Regions from separate parts of the Mus musculus genome. Here regions 1 and 3 are each linked to region 2. Evidence: chromatin contacts called from public ChIA-PET and Hi-C data. All regions are on one chromosome and are shown on one strand. The core of a region is the stretch at or near the end of the contact, and the rest is flanking DNA. Distances in the headings are between cores, read along the strand shown. Region 1 overlaps Cacna1c (calcium channel, voltage-dependent, L type, alpha 1C subunit). Region 2 holds the start of Dcp1b (decapping mRNA 1B). Region 3 has its middle 20 kb from the start of Adipor2.

Region 1 (4,546 bases), core at 1,747-4,246, 250 kb before region 2:
TTCCCGGCCACTCTGGCATGTGACATCTCTTCCATTCTCTTGGTTTTAGCAGAGGCTGTTTCCTATCACGGGGCTAAGGAGGTGGCATGATCAGAAAGAAACGAAAGGACACATGCCCGGAGGTCAGGCTGTGGGTTCTGGGAAGGAATGGCCCTTCCCAGTCACCTGCCACACTGGCAGTGCCAATCCGTGTGTGATCACATTACATCACACGATGCTCACAACAGGTCTGTCCCGAGCACACGGCAGGTACTAGATTCTCTTGATATCGCTTGCCCCCTTATTGCCTGTTCAGCATCTCAAGGCCAGCCAGAATCGTCCGGATCCACAGCCATTCAGTGAACGGTTACTACGTTAGGGGATTCTGCTAGGAACTGGGAGTAAAGAGAGCTACAAAAAACTCCCTTGTGCTAGGAAGAGAGACAAGGGTACACAGAAAGGCCACCCATGACATATGACAGGCATAGTAGGGGCTCTGAGACCACAGTAAGGGTGCTGGGCTGATGAGTGGCCACAGAAGCACCCTGGAGGAAGAACTAACTCTAAAAGAAACTTTAATGGGTGCCGGAGGTGGTAATGGCAAGGCATTTGAGATGGGTTAGGCAAAGAGGAAGAAGGGCTGCACAGGAATTTCAAGCGAATAGTTTGAGGTGTTGGGGGTTTGCTAGCAGAAAATAAGAAGAGGGCGGGAGGGTGAGAGTGGAGATGCACCTGTGAAAGGGGCCGCTGGGGCAGAGCAGACTGGGAAGACCCAGTGGAGCTGTGTGTATGTGAGGGATCTCTGACTGATGGTGGCTGTGAGAATCCAGATAAGACATGGTGGAAGAGGTGTGAGGGAGGGAACGAGAGCAGACCGACCGGATGGATGGAGAGCCAGGGGGGAGGGGAGGAGAGACGGTGGAAGAAGTAAGGGAGCCTGGGAACGGAGTGGGAGAGGAAGGAGGGAGAAGGGGAGAGGGCAGAAGGAAAAAGGAGGGTGGAGGAAAGTGTGGGCGGAGAGGTGGGGGGAAGGGGAGGAGACTGAATGGGGGAGGAGACTGAATGGGACCATTCTTCATTTGGCTTGTGTGTCACTGCCATGAAGAAAACAAAGGCCAGTTGAGATGGAGGTGAGCAGTGCCTCTGGAACCCCCGTTGCTTCTGGGACAGGATAGCCAGGGCTATCCTGAGAAAGTGCTGCCAAATGCTGCCATGGGCATTGTGTCCAGCTTTTGCCAGCCAAGTGACACATTTTAATAAAAATCTATTTACACGGAGAACAAGACCAAAAGTCTCCAGACTCTAACCTCTTTACATGCACCCCCCCCCGTTTCAAGTAATCTAAAGGGGTGCAAACCACCAGGTTCCTCCCCTCTCCACCAACACCTTGTCCTGCCCCTGCTGAAGGGACTTGCAGTTCCCACAGGCTACCAGTAGGTGGTGCTGGCAAGTTCTATGTGTGGGCTACAAGGGGAGCCAAGGGCTCTTTGAAAATTCCCTGTCCGGTTCCACGTTGAGACCCCTCATAAATAACTTCCATTTTACTTTTTTTTTTCTTCAAACAAAGTATTCTTGTTTTCATAATGGCTACCATCTAAGAGCCTCTTGGACAAGACACATTCCTAGGTGCTTCAGCTACTGCACAGTCTGTGAACCCACTCTGTGATAACACTCAGTACTACCTCATAACGCAGAGGAGGTGGGATTCCCTTGCTTAAAAGTCTCGTGCGCATGGTTGGCAACTGGTCAAACCAAGGGGCCTTAAATCCAGTCTATAGACCCCTTTATTTCATGAATCTCCTGACTCACGCAGGCCAGAGAAGGCTCTCTCACAGGAGTCGGCAAGGCAGGCCTGCACCCCATAGAAAACTGCCACACACAGTTCATACTGTAATCCAGGTCCTGGAGTTCTCCTCAGACCCCTGTAGCAGGGGCAGCTGCTCCAGAAAAGGCCAAAACTACACACTGCTTCAAGTTCTCGGCTTTTCTCATTCCTCGTGACACTAGGCAGAGGAACCCCGAGTTATGCAGGAGGGGCCCTGGGAGCACAGCCCTGAGCCGGTCTCCTTAATAAAGTCAGGCACACAAGCTCCTCTGGCCACTCCCCACGGACAGCCCAACTGACCAAACTCCCACCAGAGCTTCCATGGCATCTCACCCTGCCTTGCGGTCACCTTCCCAGGTCTGGGTAGTTAGGTGGGGAAACTTCTCAGCCCAGCTCATTTCTTTGTTGCAAAGCCATTTCTCTATCCCCCACCAGCCTTTTCTCTTAGGGTATTTGACCCATGGCTTCCCCAGGGAATGCCCCATCATGGGGTTTGCAGAAAAAGTCAGCCCATCCCTCTCTAAAAGTATACATCTGCCCTGCTGCCCATAGAGGACCCAGAGGACAATGCCACTGAATCCCTCCCTTCCCCTTGGTCACAGTCAGTCCCCAGTCCCCATTTGCTGTGGCATCTGCTGAGGTAGCAGGTGCTGGCCAGAAGGTTCTCTTCTGCTGCTGCTTCTCCACCTGTGCTCGCTTACCCACATGCAGACTTCAGCTCTGCTGGGCCAATTAAAACATTAACTCTTCAGAGGGAGGGCCCCTGGTCCTAAGGACCCAGATACGTTTCCTGAGCTGGCTTCATTTCTCTGAAGGTGGCAAGGAAGGTGAAGGACTGGGTGGGTCCTCAGGGAAGCTGCTTGGCATCCAGCTTCACTGCCAGAGGGCCACACACATATAGCCACACATCTATAGCTTACCCTGTGTAGATTTGGTATCTTCTTGCTCAGAGCAAATGGCCTGGATTGGGTGACCTCTAAAGGCAAGCGTTTAGTGATTCTATATGCCTCGACACAAATGTCCTCTTACCGGTCAAGAGTCGCTTGGGCTCGGTATGAGCACAGAGTATCAAAAGAGAAGAGCTGCTCCTTTGTAAACAGTATCTCGGCTAACCACTCAGGATCCTAAAGACGTTATCTCACGGACTCCGGTGCCTTGGAGCATCACCCACATGGCCAGGTCAGCAGCCTCTGTGAGCACAGATGTCTCCCTAATGACAGGGACTCACTGCCCAGCACTGCAGGCACATTGCACATACTCAGTATAGGTCTAAATACACTCGGAGAAACACGGTTGAGGCGAGCACACACTTATTAGATATTTTAGTTCTTCTCTATGCCTGACCTGTAGCTTTTCATTTAAAAACTGAGTTTCTGATAACTCTAATGTTGCTTCTGGAGGTAGCTGGCTTCCTGCCTCCAGCTACGCCATCGCTAGGCAGTCAAGAAAACTCAGGATGACCACTAGGTACAATGGCCTGACACATTCTCCTGGAGAGGTACCACTTGCTGACCGCTGAGAGCTCTTATTTCAGATGCACATAACCTTCCTCTAGTCTGTCTGCCACCAAGCACAACAAGAGAGCAAGCTAGTTCTTGTTTTGGCTCATGATCACTCTGCCCACTATCCAGGACTTCTCTTCCCATAGGGGACACATTGGGTGCATACTTAATCAAAGAAACTCAATTCATAGACATCCTAATTCTTCCCATTGGTCTCTCATGAGCAATGGAACTTCTAGAGGTCCTGTCACTCACAACACAGACCCTGAACAACAAGACCACAGAATGCATACCAGACGAGGTGATCAGTTGGTGATTTGAAATGGTTTTTTAGCAACAGGTGGTCACTGGAGTCACAGGGGAATTTAAAGAGATTCTTGATGCCCAGGTCATGTCTGTGGAGAGTCCAACTTAGTCAAGCAGTGTGATCTGAGTCCAGCCGCTCGGCCTGATCACAAGCTGGTTAGAAACGCGGACTATCCAGCTATGCCCAGAGCCACCAAGAACCTGTGGCCAATGAACGCTACAGGTGACCCGAAGCCAGATGGTCCAAATCAGACAGAGGGTCTGGTAATTCTTGTTTAAAGAGCCTGGATGGTTATAGGGCCTGACCACAGATCAGAAATATTAATGTAAAAAAAAAATCCCACAGGGTCGCTGTCAATAGCACCTGGCCATTGAATTACCAAGCTTTTCATGGTAAGACCAAAGGGGGACCATAGGGGACAAAGCAACCACTCAGGGTGCTGGCTCTGTGGACTCAATCTTCCTAAATCCCAGGGACAAACAAGTCACATTCATTTCTAGTGCAAAGTTTCTGTGGAAGTGTATTCTGCACAGAACTACCTCAGAGACAACCGTGAAAGCACAGATGTTTGGATCGCAGTCCTAATGTAAGAGGTTGACTCGGTTCTTGGCTCTTTCTCTCCCCTGAAGAAGCCAAGCGAGAAGGGGATCCATTCTCAGATTCTCCCCACCCTAGAGCATTCCTGGGGAAGAAGGGAGAAAGGAGTAAAAAGAACCAGGAAATCAAGCCACCAATAGTGTCCACACCTGTGTCCCCAGCTGAGGCAGGAGGGCTGCCACGGAGGGGGTGGGGGGATGGGGGAGGCTCCTGTAGCACTCCCTGCATCTGTATCCTGGTGTCTCCTTTGTATACTGGTCAACCATACAGCATTCAAATTGCTTATATGACCCTGACCCCGCCCCCCACAACTTTGAATTTTCTCCCCAGAAAACA
Region 2 (4,887 bases), core at 1,796-4,295:
CTTACCTGTGAATCTCTAAGCAGGTGGCAGGATGCTCTTTTACTCCTTGTATGTGAGGTCAGGCCTGGGAAAGGCAAGGTGCTGAAAAAGTCATGGAGAAGGCATGAACAGAGTTCATGCTGTGCACTCTATAAGCACCCTGTGACTGGGGCTGAATTGGTCACTAGGGTGATAAGGCCTGGGTGTGTTTATGAGTATTTCTGATACCATAATGGCTCCTGCCTTGCCTGGCTTCTCCAGTGGGCTCAAAATAGCCTGTCCTTTGGAAAGTGGGATTTATTCATCTCTCTTTCAACATGGACAGACCTGAAAAATTAAGAGAAAAGTGGCCTGTGGGGACAAGGGGGGAAACTAAGGAGAAAGCAAGCAATGACCCACTGAAAATGAGGAAGGCACACAGCAGGATCTGCATACTCATGCCACTAAGGCAGGGCTCAAGGATTAGCCAGAAAATTCTACTTTACCCTTAATGCAAATTAAACTATGTTTATGTTCTGAACAGTGCTATCCTCCAAGCAAAACAGCCACTGTGCCTACTTCTGAGAGTTCATCACAGTTGGGCCCATGGACATCTCCTCCAGGAAGGAGGGACATGGTATGTCAAGGGACCTTCAACTATAGTGTCCAGCCATTTATATGTAATTTTTCCTAATGCCATATGACCTTAGGGTCTCATGAAGGGTCTGGAGCATATAGGCGTGGGATGAAGAAAGGGATTTATCTCGGTTACTGAGGACACACTGACATCACCAATGCTGTGTAAAGGCTTTGCAGTGCTACTGCTTCAAGACCACCCATGCTCTCTGTCAGTAAAATTAATAAACTCACTGGCTGCCCAAGGTGAGTTTTGATGGAATCAAAATTTGCTTTGCTGTTGGGACCTTATGAGTAGGTTGTAGACATTGTCTCTGCGAGGAAGGAATTTGAATGACAATCTGACTTTTAGAAGCATGTGACCAGAAGCACAGAACTCAGTGGAACCAGCAGTAAGTGAGTGGGCTAGCCTGCAACACTATGTAGTCAGCTTTGTGGGGCCACTTGAAGGGAATAGAAAGCCATTAGGACCAAGTATAGACAACATGGTTTTGTTCTGTTTCTCAAACGGCAAGTCACATTCCTTCAGTGGATCATGAAATCAACTTTAGAGTCAGAGTCAATATTTTTAAATAAAAAGTGTGTGTGTGTGTGTGTGTGTGTTCCCTGCTATCCAACTGTTTATGTATTTATTTATAACAAATAATATCTGTGATGGTTGGTTTTAATGTCAACTTGTCACAAATTACAATCACATGAGCAGGGAACCTCACCTGAGAAATTGTCCTGATGGCCTTGATTCATTGGTTAATGTGCAAAGATCTACTCCAAGTGTGGACAGTGCCTTCTAAGTGCAGCCCGGATAAAAAGATTGTGTGACAGAAGGAAGATTTTTTTTTACCTCTTGCTTGCTGGCCTTCCCTATTGCCACAGGCTTGGTTTGATGCTGATACTGTTATGAGAACCAGTGTTTCCAGGCTTCCACTGTTGAGTAAGGACCAGCAGCTGCCCAGATACCCAGGTATTCAGTGCCATGTTAGAACTCGTGAGGCACTCAGCTTTATGCACTGAGCAACTACCAGATTCTCATCATCCCAAGTGTAAACTGACTTAATAAGTCACATAAATGAACAAGTCCTAGCCTCACAAAGACAATGTAATGGTACAAGGGATGCCACTTTAATGATCTGTTCATGTAACTATAAATATCCTTTGATGATATATCAAAATTTGACAAAGTGCAGTTTCTTGAAGTCCTATCACCCTTTCATACTTTGTGGGACACTGAAATCCACTGATCCACATTCGCCTTGAATGGATCTCCTACCTGTATGTGAGTTTGTGACACCATTTTATTATCTGAAAATCATTGAATGACCGGGCTAAGGGAGCTATATCTTTCAAATGTTGACAGTTCCCATTAGAGTATAATCTTTTAGAAGTGTACTCATTGATAGCACCACAGGTCTCATCTGAAGAGACTTAAGTATTGAGACAGTCAAGCTCATGGCCCATTTTTTTAAAAATTAACCTAAAAAATTATCATTAGCAACAATACCTACCCCTTGATTTCTTGAAAGAAACAGGAAAATCTTAGTTTTGAAAAAGCCTGTCCAGAATCTATCTGAATAGCCATAAGTTTGTTCATCTTTCTTTCATGTTAAACTGATGCTCTGTGGAAGTAAAATTAAACCCCTGGGCTGGGTGGTGGCACACCCCAGTAGTCCTAGCACTTAAGACCCCAAGGCAGGAGGAGCAAAGACTGAAACCTGCCATAGACTCTGTCTCGAGAAACAAGCCCTCCAACCCCAGCAAAACCTACAATAAAACCACAAATTCAGCCCATCTCAAGTGCAGAACATATTTGCCTAGAGGCAAATATGGCGTGCAACAGCTCTGCGTTATCCATTCTTTCTAATTTTTCCCCCACATTAATTTAAAAAATATACCCAAAGATTGTTTTTTTTTTTTTTAATTTAGTACTTTGACCAAGGGACGCCTGGCTTCAGCTGCTCAGACAAGTTTTCCAGAGAATAATGCACAGCGGCAAGAATACACCGGCTAGTGGTGCAGTTTGGGGCCTCCCTTGGTTCTTTACCGGTGCAGTCGTCCTTTTGCACACATCATGCAAGTCTCAGAATTGTCATGGACAATCATAACCTTGCAGGCCTCTGAGGCACTCAGGAAATCCCTCACGGATATTGGGGAGCCCCATTTAAGAATTCTCAGAGTTCTTTTTGGAGTGACTATGTTTGATTGGTCATCGAAGAGCCAAAGAAGAGCTCTGCAAAGGCGTGGGCCGTATTCAAGAAGGAAATGGGCACAGCTCAGAGGCTCCTGAAGAAAGAAATAGATAAAACGGGCTTCCTTGAGCAGGGCTGAGCTTCCTGTTGCCAAGGCGACGATCCTCCGCGAGAGGACCCGGCCATCGATTAGCGAAGCCTAGCCCGGGTCCCCAAATGCCGGAAGGTCGCCCCGCCGCGCTCGCTCGCTCGCTCGGCGGTCGATTGAGGGGGCTTCCTGAAGGCTGGGCAGGAGGGTGGGTGGGAAGATGGCGGCCGCGGCGGCAGGTGGCCTGCCTGGGAAGGGACACGATATCAGCCTGGCAGCCCTGCGGCGCCACGACCCCTACATCAGTCGCATCGTGGACGTGGCCAGCCAGGTGGCTCTGTACACTTTCGGCCATCGGGCCAACGAGTGGGTGCGTGCGGACGCCGCGGCCGTGCGGAAGGCGGGGCGCGGACAGGGCGGGAGATGCTGGGCACGGCTAGGCGGGCGGGGGCCGGTCCTGGTGGAGGGCGACCCGCGGGTCCACCAGCAGGTGGGGGACGAGGGACACAGAAGGTGTGGCCGGCTCCGCTGAGTGCGGGCCACGGGCTTTGAGATCAGAAGACAGAAGCTCTCCGGCAGCGGAGGGCAGCCCGGAAGCCCCAAACTTAGATAAGTCCAGCCTCGCGGAGGAGGAGCAGCCGGAGTGCGAAATGCAGGGCAGGCACCCACCTAAGAGCAAGCGTGGGAGAATAAAGAGGAAATGGACATGGGTGGGACACCCCAGACTTGGATGTAGGAGGCCAGGGTTGGTAACCTAACCATTTCAGTCCATTTCCAACAAGACCGAGTCCCAGCCTACAGTAACTGGATGAAGTTTAGTTTTCCACACAACTAGACTGGAATTGCAACGGGAGACCAATTAGTTCTGGCCTAGGCATTGGTTCTTATCATTTATAAACCATCCCTTTGAATATATAAAAGTGTCATTTCCTCCTCTTTTGTGACTTTTGTCCAAATATTCATCAGTATATAACCAATGCTTTTAATAAGGTTCATTGGGTGTATGGAAAACACCTTGCAAATTTTCAATTTTTTTCCCCCGGTGTGTTCGCCAAGACTGAAACAAACATCAAGATTTATGCAAAGAAAACTTTCATTTTTGAGCAGATTTATGATTAAGTAGGCTGTAATAAGAACGACCCAAAAACCATGCACACAAAAGAATGAAGAAAGTTCTTGGACGTGGAGCTTGGGGCAGGCACCTGCTTCATCCCCAACACCCCTGAAACAGGGCCGGGAATCTTTTCCGATAGTTTTGTCCGAGTTCTTAACTGAAGTGAGGCAAAGAATTCATGTCTGTTCTCCTAAGAGCCAAACCTGAAGGGGAAATCTGCAGAGATCCATTGTTCTGAATATCCCTAGTTTGATTAATTGAGGCTGTCTTTCTTGGACACCAGAGGAAATTACACTATGGGCCTATATAAGTAAAGGGAGTTTCCCCACTGAAATGTTTCTCTATTTATGTGAAGATACTGTACATAAACGTGCTTCACTTCTCTAGGTCAATGTTTCTCAGCCTTCCAAATGCTGGGACTCTTTAATACAGTTCCTCCTGTTGTGGTGACCCCTAACATAAAATTATTTTCGTTGCTACTTCTTAACTGTAATTTTGCTACTCTTCTTATTGTAATGCAATTATGTTTGGAGATAGACGTATGCCAAAGGGGTTGCAACCTATTAGTTGCATGCCCTCTGCCTGGACTGGCCTCTGCCTGCCAATCCACACCTAATATTATGGAGGTAATTCAGTTAGTATACATGGAGTAGGACCCAGTAAGAGTTAGTGGGGTAAGTTGACTCGGCAGGAGGCTCAGGCTAGAAGATCAGAAGCCGTTGAAATGTACAGTGCACCATTCCCACCCCTCGGTAGCAGTTTTCCTAACGCCTCTTCACAGTCCTGTGTGGCAGAAACCGTTTTAAATCCCTACAGAGGTGGACCAAACGCCCAGTGAAGGCCAGTGTCACATTGCATTATTTACAGGAGTTTTGTTTTCCTGCTTCCTCGACTTGTTTTCTTCAGAC
Region 3 (4,900 bases), core at 576-3,075, 230 kb after region 2:
GCTGACAACACAGCTTAGTGGGTAGGAACACTTGGCTGCACAAGCATAAGGACCCGAGTTCAAATCCCCAGCACCCATGAAGAAAATCCACATGGTTTTCAGGTACACCTGAAACAACAGTGCTGTGGAGAGGAAACAGGAGGATGAGTTGAGTGAGGCTTGCTGCAGATTCAGTGAGAGCCCTTCTCAAGGAGTTAAGATGGAAAGTGACGGAGAAGGATGCTTGACATCTGCTGGTGTCCACTAAGGCACAGGCAGGCACACCTACCTGCACACGTGCCTTTGCTGGCGTAAATTAACAAACTGATACTAAAAGTCCAATGAGAATGGATAGGGACTGGCCAAAACAGTCTTGAGAAAGTGGGACGGGTGAAGGGCTCACATTTCCCAGTGCTAAAGCTACAAAGACACTTGATCCCCCGCGCACGACACAAACAGCTTGGCTTGGTGGCATACACGCCTGAGATCCCAGCACCCAGGAGGAAGAAGGAGGAAGAGACAGAAGAGCTGAAGTTCAAGGTCATCTTTGGCTACATATGGAGTTTGAGAAAAGTCAGGACTACATGAGACCCTGCCTCAAAAAGCAAGAAGAGTCAATCCCAGCACTCAGAAGGTGGAGACAGGAGGATCTCTGTGAGCTCCAGGAAGAAAAAAGGAGCAAACAGAGGGAGCTGGAGAGGTGCTCAGAACTGTAACTTTAGCCTCTGTAGGCACTGGCATGCATACATGCAGGCAACACATTCATACACAGAGAATAAAAATAATACTTTGAAAAAACCTGAGAGAGGAGATTTATTCAATGTGGCCACACTGGGAAAGGGACTAAACAAAGGGTCTAGTGGACAGACCAAGACCATCTTTAGGCACCGACTTGGGCTCTGGGGACTCTCACAAGAAGGCAAGAGTTGTGCATAATTGTGGTGGCGCATGCCTTTAATCCCAGCACTCAGGAGGCAGAAGCAGGCGGATTTCTGAGTTCAAGGTCAGCCTGGTCTACAAAGTGAGTTCCAGGACAGCCAGGGCTACACAGAGAAACCCTGTCTCGAAAACCAAAACAAACAAACAAAAGAGTTGTGCATAATTAAGCAGCCTTTGTCCAGGTGTGGGCTCCTTGACCCTCGTCTCCGTCAAGTTTTCCAGGAGGGCCCAAAGATGATCATCGCTTGTGTGGATCCAACTGAATTTTTAAATTTTTTTTTTTTTTTTTTTTTGAGACAGGATCTCACTAACTAGTCCTTGCTTTGTAGACTAGGCTGTGCCACCATGACTGACAAAGTGATCAGCACGGGCTATGGAGATGCTCCCGTCCGCCAGATTATATACCTCTGCCATTTTAAAAAACACATCGACAGGGACTCTGACTCCAAGATTTCTGAATCATTTGAGTAAATTACTCAAACTTGAAAAGATTTGGGGTCAGAGTCCGGGTGCGTAGCTAAGCATTGTAGTACATGATTTAATCTCAGTACTCAGAAGCAAAGGAAGAAGAAATTTCTGTAAGTTTAAGGTCAACAGCAAATCCCAGACCAGCCAGGGACAGGCAGTAAAATCCTGGCTCAAAAGAAGGCGGGGGGGGGGGGGGGGCAATAAAAATGTTTCACGAACTCAGTGAATAGAAAGGCTGGAATCCTACAATATCCTCTTTGAGTACACTCCCAGTGACCCTCCCACTCGTCCCCACCTCCTAAAGGTCCCAATATTCCCAATAGAACCACTCTCTAGGGGCAAAGTCTCAGCTAAATACAAGCCTCTGGGAAGACACTCGACATTCAATATTCAACTGTGTACAGTGAGAACAGAAACGGCCTCTGTTACAATCAAGCCCGCAGAAGAGGAAGGGTTGACATAGCTCTGCCATGGTGAAGACTTCCTGCCCCAAAGTAAGGAGTCCAGGGGACCTGAAACGCCCAGGTTCCACCCTCAGCCCCTCCTCACCCCACCCCCACCCCAGAACTCACTGTGCCATTGAGTCCTGCTGCTTCTGCCTCCCAAGTACTGGGATGTTCAGGGTTACATACCCCGTTATTTATGTGATACTGGGTGCTGAACCCAAGGCTAGGCAAACACTCCACAAGAAGTCTACACCTCCACCCCCTTTTTTCAGGTTTTTTTTTTGGGGGGGGTCTCAAACTATAGGCTACACTGACATGAAACTAATGGCAAAATTCCTACCTCGGTGAGTGTCGGGTTTGGGGATTTTAATTCCTTGCCTCACTGGTTAGGTAGAGGCTATTCTAAAACTGCAGTGCTCTCAGAACTGACTACAGCTTCACCAGGTCAAATAGGCAGCTTGCCTTCCTTGAACCTGTAATCTTGACTACCTATAAAGGGGAGTGTGTGTGTGTGTGTGTGTGTGTGTGTGTGTGCGCGCGCGCACGCGAGCACTCACACACTCAAGCCTTTGTCCTAACCCCTGCCGTGCTTTCAGAAAGGAAGAAACCCACTGTCACCACTGGCTGAGTTTTGGTAACCAGGGAGAGCTTGTGATTCTCACCACAAGGAACAAGACCCAGGGAAGGTCTGTGGTTTGTGGGAGGTTGTATCTCAGCAACTGCTTGTGACACACAACCCATTACAGTTTATCTGAAAGGAATAAAATAAAATAACATATACGAACACAGGAAGGAGCCTAGTGGTAGCCTGTTCGTACAGTAGCCTGCCTCTCGCCATTCCTCTTTTCCAAGTTAGTCCCCTGCTTGCCAGTCAGATAAAATACAAGTGAAGTAAAAGGTGTCCTTAGACAAAAACCAAAACAGACTGGATTTTTTTTTTTTTTGAAACTGGAATTACAGATGGTTGTTGGCCACCACTTAAGTACTGGCAACCAAACCTAGGCCTTCTGGAAGAGAAGCCAGTGCTCCTAACTACTGAGCTGTCTCTATAGCCTTAGGTAACTCTTTTTTTTTTTTTTTTTTTTTTTTGAGACAAGGTATTGCTTATGTAGCACTGGCTGGCAAGAATTCCCTTTATAGTATAGACTGGCCTTGACTTTATAGAGATCCAAGTAGCTCTTTCTCCAGAGTGTTGGGATTATAAATGTGGGATACCACACACAGCTAGACTAGGCTCTTTCCTTTCCTTCCCCTTCCTCTTCCTCTTCCTCTTCCCCTTCCTTGCTTGCTTCCTTCCTTCCTCCCTTCCTCCCCCTCTCTTTCTTTTCTTCCTTTCTTTCTCTCCTTTTCTGTTTTTTTTGTTTTTTCAAGACAGAATTTCTCTATGTAGCCCTGGCTGTCCTGGAACTCACCCTGTAGACCAGGCTGGCCTCAAACTCAGACATCAACTTGCCTCTGCCTCTGAGATTAAAGGCCTGAGCCACCACCGACTGGCATTTCTTCCGTGTTTTCCTGAACTTGAACTTTAACAGAGAGCTTTGTGCATGCTAAGTAAGCATACTATCCCTGATCTGTCCCTTATCATTGGGGTGATAGTTCAGTTATCAATGGGGTGATATTTCAATGTTCCCCTTATCTGAGTTCCATAGGTGCTTCTAAGTCAAGCATTAATAGGGTTCATGCTGAGTCCAGAGGTTTCCCATCTCTGGAGCTTATTGGTAGAGATTGAGTAGAGTGACTTAGCCGTGTGACATATTGGCTCACATCCAGACTGTTTCAAAAAGGGAGACTAAAATAAAGGGGCTGATTAGAGCTGGGGCCAATGGGGGTTGGGTCATGGCTCCAGAGAATTTCAAAACCTGTTGTGAGAACAGCAAGAATAATCTGTCTTCCAGATAACAGTTTCCCTCTGCCCCAATTCTGCTCAAGGTTCAAAGGCTAAGCCTTTTCCTGGCACACAGGTCTCCAGACAGGCTCTTTCACAAGGTCAAAATGCAATGAAACTCCAGCCTCCCATGCTTTAACTCTGGGTGAGAAGATGTGGGTGAAGGTTTCTCATGGTATTTTTCAAGTATTTGGGATTGGTTGGTTAGTTGGCTGGCTTGAGATGGGGGGTCTTGCTATGTAACCCAGGCTAGCCTTAAGGTCTCTACCCTCCTGCTTCAGCCTCCAGAGTATCAGGATTGCAGTCACCCACCCTAGCTGGCCTAGGCTAATTTTCCATAATGTGATTGAGTTCCTTCCTCCTCAGCCTCCAGATGGCAAATGCAGTACTCTGTCCCTTTATTGATAGCCTCTAGATTCCTTTAAGATTATTTGCTGTCAAAATTTTGTGAACTTGACACAAACCTACACAGAGGGAAGTGGGAACCCCATTGAGGAATTACTTCCATTGGCTTGGGCATGTCTATGGGGCATTTTTCTCAATTGTCAGTTGATGTGGGTGAGCCAAGCCCACTGTGGGCAGCACCATCCCTAGGCAAGTAGGCCAGGCCCATATAGGAAAAGTAGCTGAGCAAGTCAGTAAACAGCATTCCTCCATGGTCTCTGCTCCAGATTCTGCTCCTGGTTCCTACCGTGAGTTACTGCCTTGGCTCCTTCAGTGAAGGACTGCAGTCTGTAAATCAAATAAGTCCACCCCTCCCCTACTTTGGCTTTGGCCAGTGTTTAATCACGGTAATGAAAAGCAAACTAGGACATTCTAGCTCTGCTGTGAGGAATTTTTAGCATTTATACCTTTTTGTACACCTAAGAGAACTATCTATAAGATAATTTTCCTTATTTGTTTTAAACTCGTTTATGTAAGGGTATGCTTGTATATATGTATTGACACACAAGGCCGGAGGACCACCGTTTTTGAGACAGAGTATCTCTATACAGCCCGGCTGTCCTAGAACTCTCTATGTAAATCCACCTGCCTCAGCTATGATTAAAGGCATGAACTCCCCAGGCTCAGCTATAAGAGCACCTTTGAGAGTTGACCTTCAAATCAAGGTCATAAGCCTGTAGCAAGCACCTTTACCCATGAGCCATGGGTTTGCCAGCCCCTGGTTGGTTTGTGGTTGTTA

Evidence for each region. Hi-C and Micro-C count contacts between places; a contact is called where the count stands out from the background. ChIA-PET counts read pairs in DNA pulled down with a chosen protein or histone mark.
Region 1: a Hi-C map of cerebral cortex shows a contact between it and region 2, with 2.0 times the contacts expected there. The contact joins the enhancer-like site here to the promoter of Dcp1b in region 2. A contact is called at or near these places in 5 of 39 promoter capture datasets (the 3T3-L1 cell line, 3T3-L1-derived adipocytes, hippocampal neurons and 1 more), 6 of 484 Hi-C or Micro-C datasets (cerebellar granule neurons, cerebellum, cerebral cortex and 3 more), 4 of 115 datasets of contacts at active chromatin or transcription factors (embryonic hindbrain, embryonic stem cells, forebrain and 1 more) and 1 of 9 other capture datasets (pancreatic islet).
Region 3: a contact with region 2 is called in an RNA polymerase II ChIA-PET map of memory CD8 T cells, with 93 read pairs. The contact joins the enhancer-like site here to the promoter of Dcp1b in region 2. A contact is called at or near these places in 2 of 39 promoter capture datasets (hippocampal neurons and neural stem cells), 1 of 484 Hi-C or Micro-C datasets (embryonic stem cells), 7 of 115 datasets of contacts at active chromatin or transcription factors (the 230-238 cell line, bone marrow-derived macrophages, embryonic stem cells and 2 more) and 3 of 9 other capture datasets (adipose tissue, liver and pancreatic islet).

The regions. Positions count from the first base shown.
Region 1 is chr6:118,921,650-118,926,195 of GRCm38.p6, forward strand. All of the region lies in intron 3 of Cacna1c (calcium channel, voltage-dependent, L type, alpha 1C subunit), which reads right to left. Among named protein-coding and RNA genes, the nearest start is that of 4931430N09Rik, 44 kb to the left of the region's middle. Within about 2 kb of position 2,997, at least 13 of the 459 cell types and tissues checked have an H3K27ac peak or open chromatin away from gene starts, as enhancers often do. A contact at or near this core is called in cerebellar granule neurons, cerebellum, cerebral cortex and 1 more, where this site is marked.
Region 2 is chr6:119,172,208-119,177,094 of GRCm38.p6, forward strand. It overlaps Dcp1b (decapping mRNA 1B), which reads left to right and starts at 3,046. Exons shown (of 9, transcript NM_001033379.3): 1 at 3,046-3,235. The coding sequence starts at 3,086. It also overlaps a transcript of Cacna1c not described here.
Region 3 is chr6:119,406,321-119,411,220 of GRCm38.p6, forward strand. It overlaps a transcript of Adipor2 not described here. Among named protein-coding and RNA genes, the nearest start is that of Adipor2, 20 kb to the left of the region's middle. Within about 2 kb of position 1,826, at least 91 of the 459 cell types and tissues checked have an H3K27ac peak or open chromatin away from gene starts, as enhancers often do. A contact at or near this core is called in the 230-238 cell line, bone marrow-derived macrophages, memory CD8 T cells and 1 more, where this site is marked.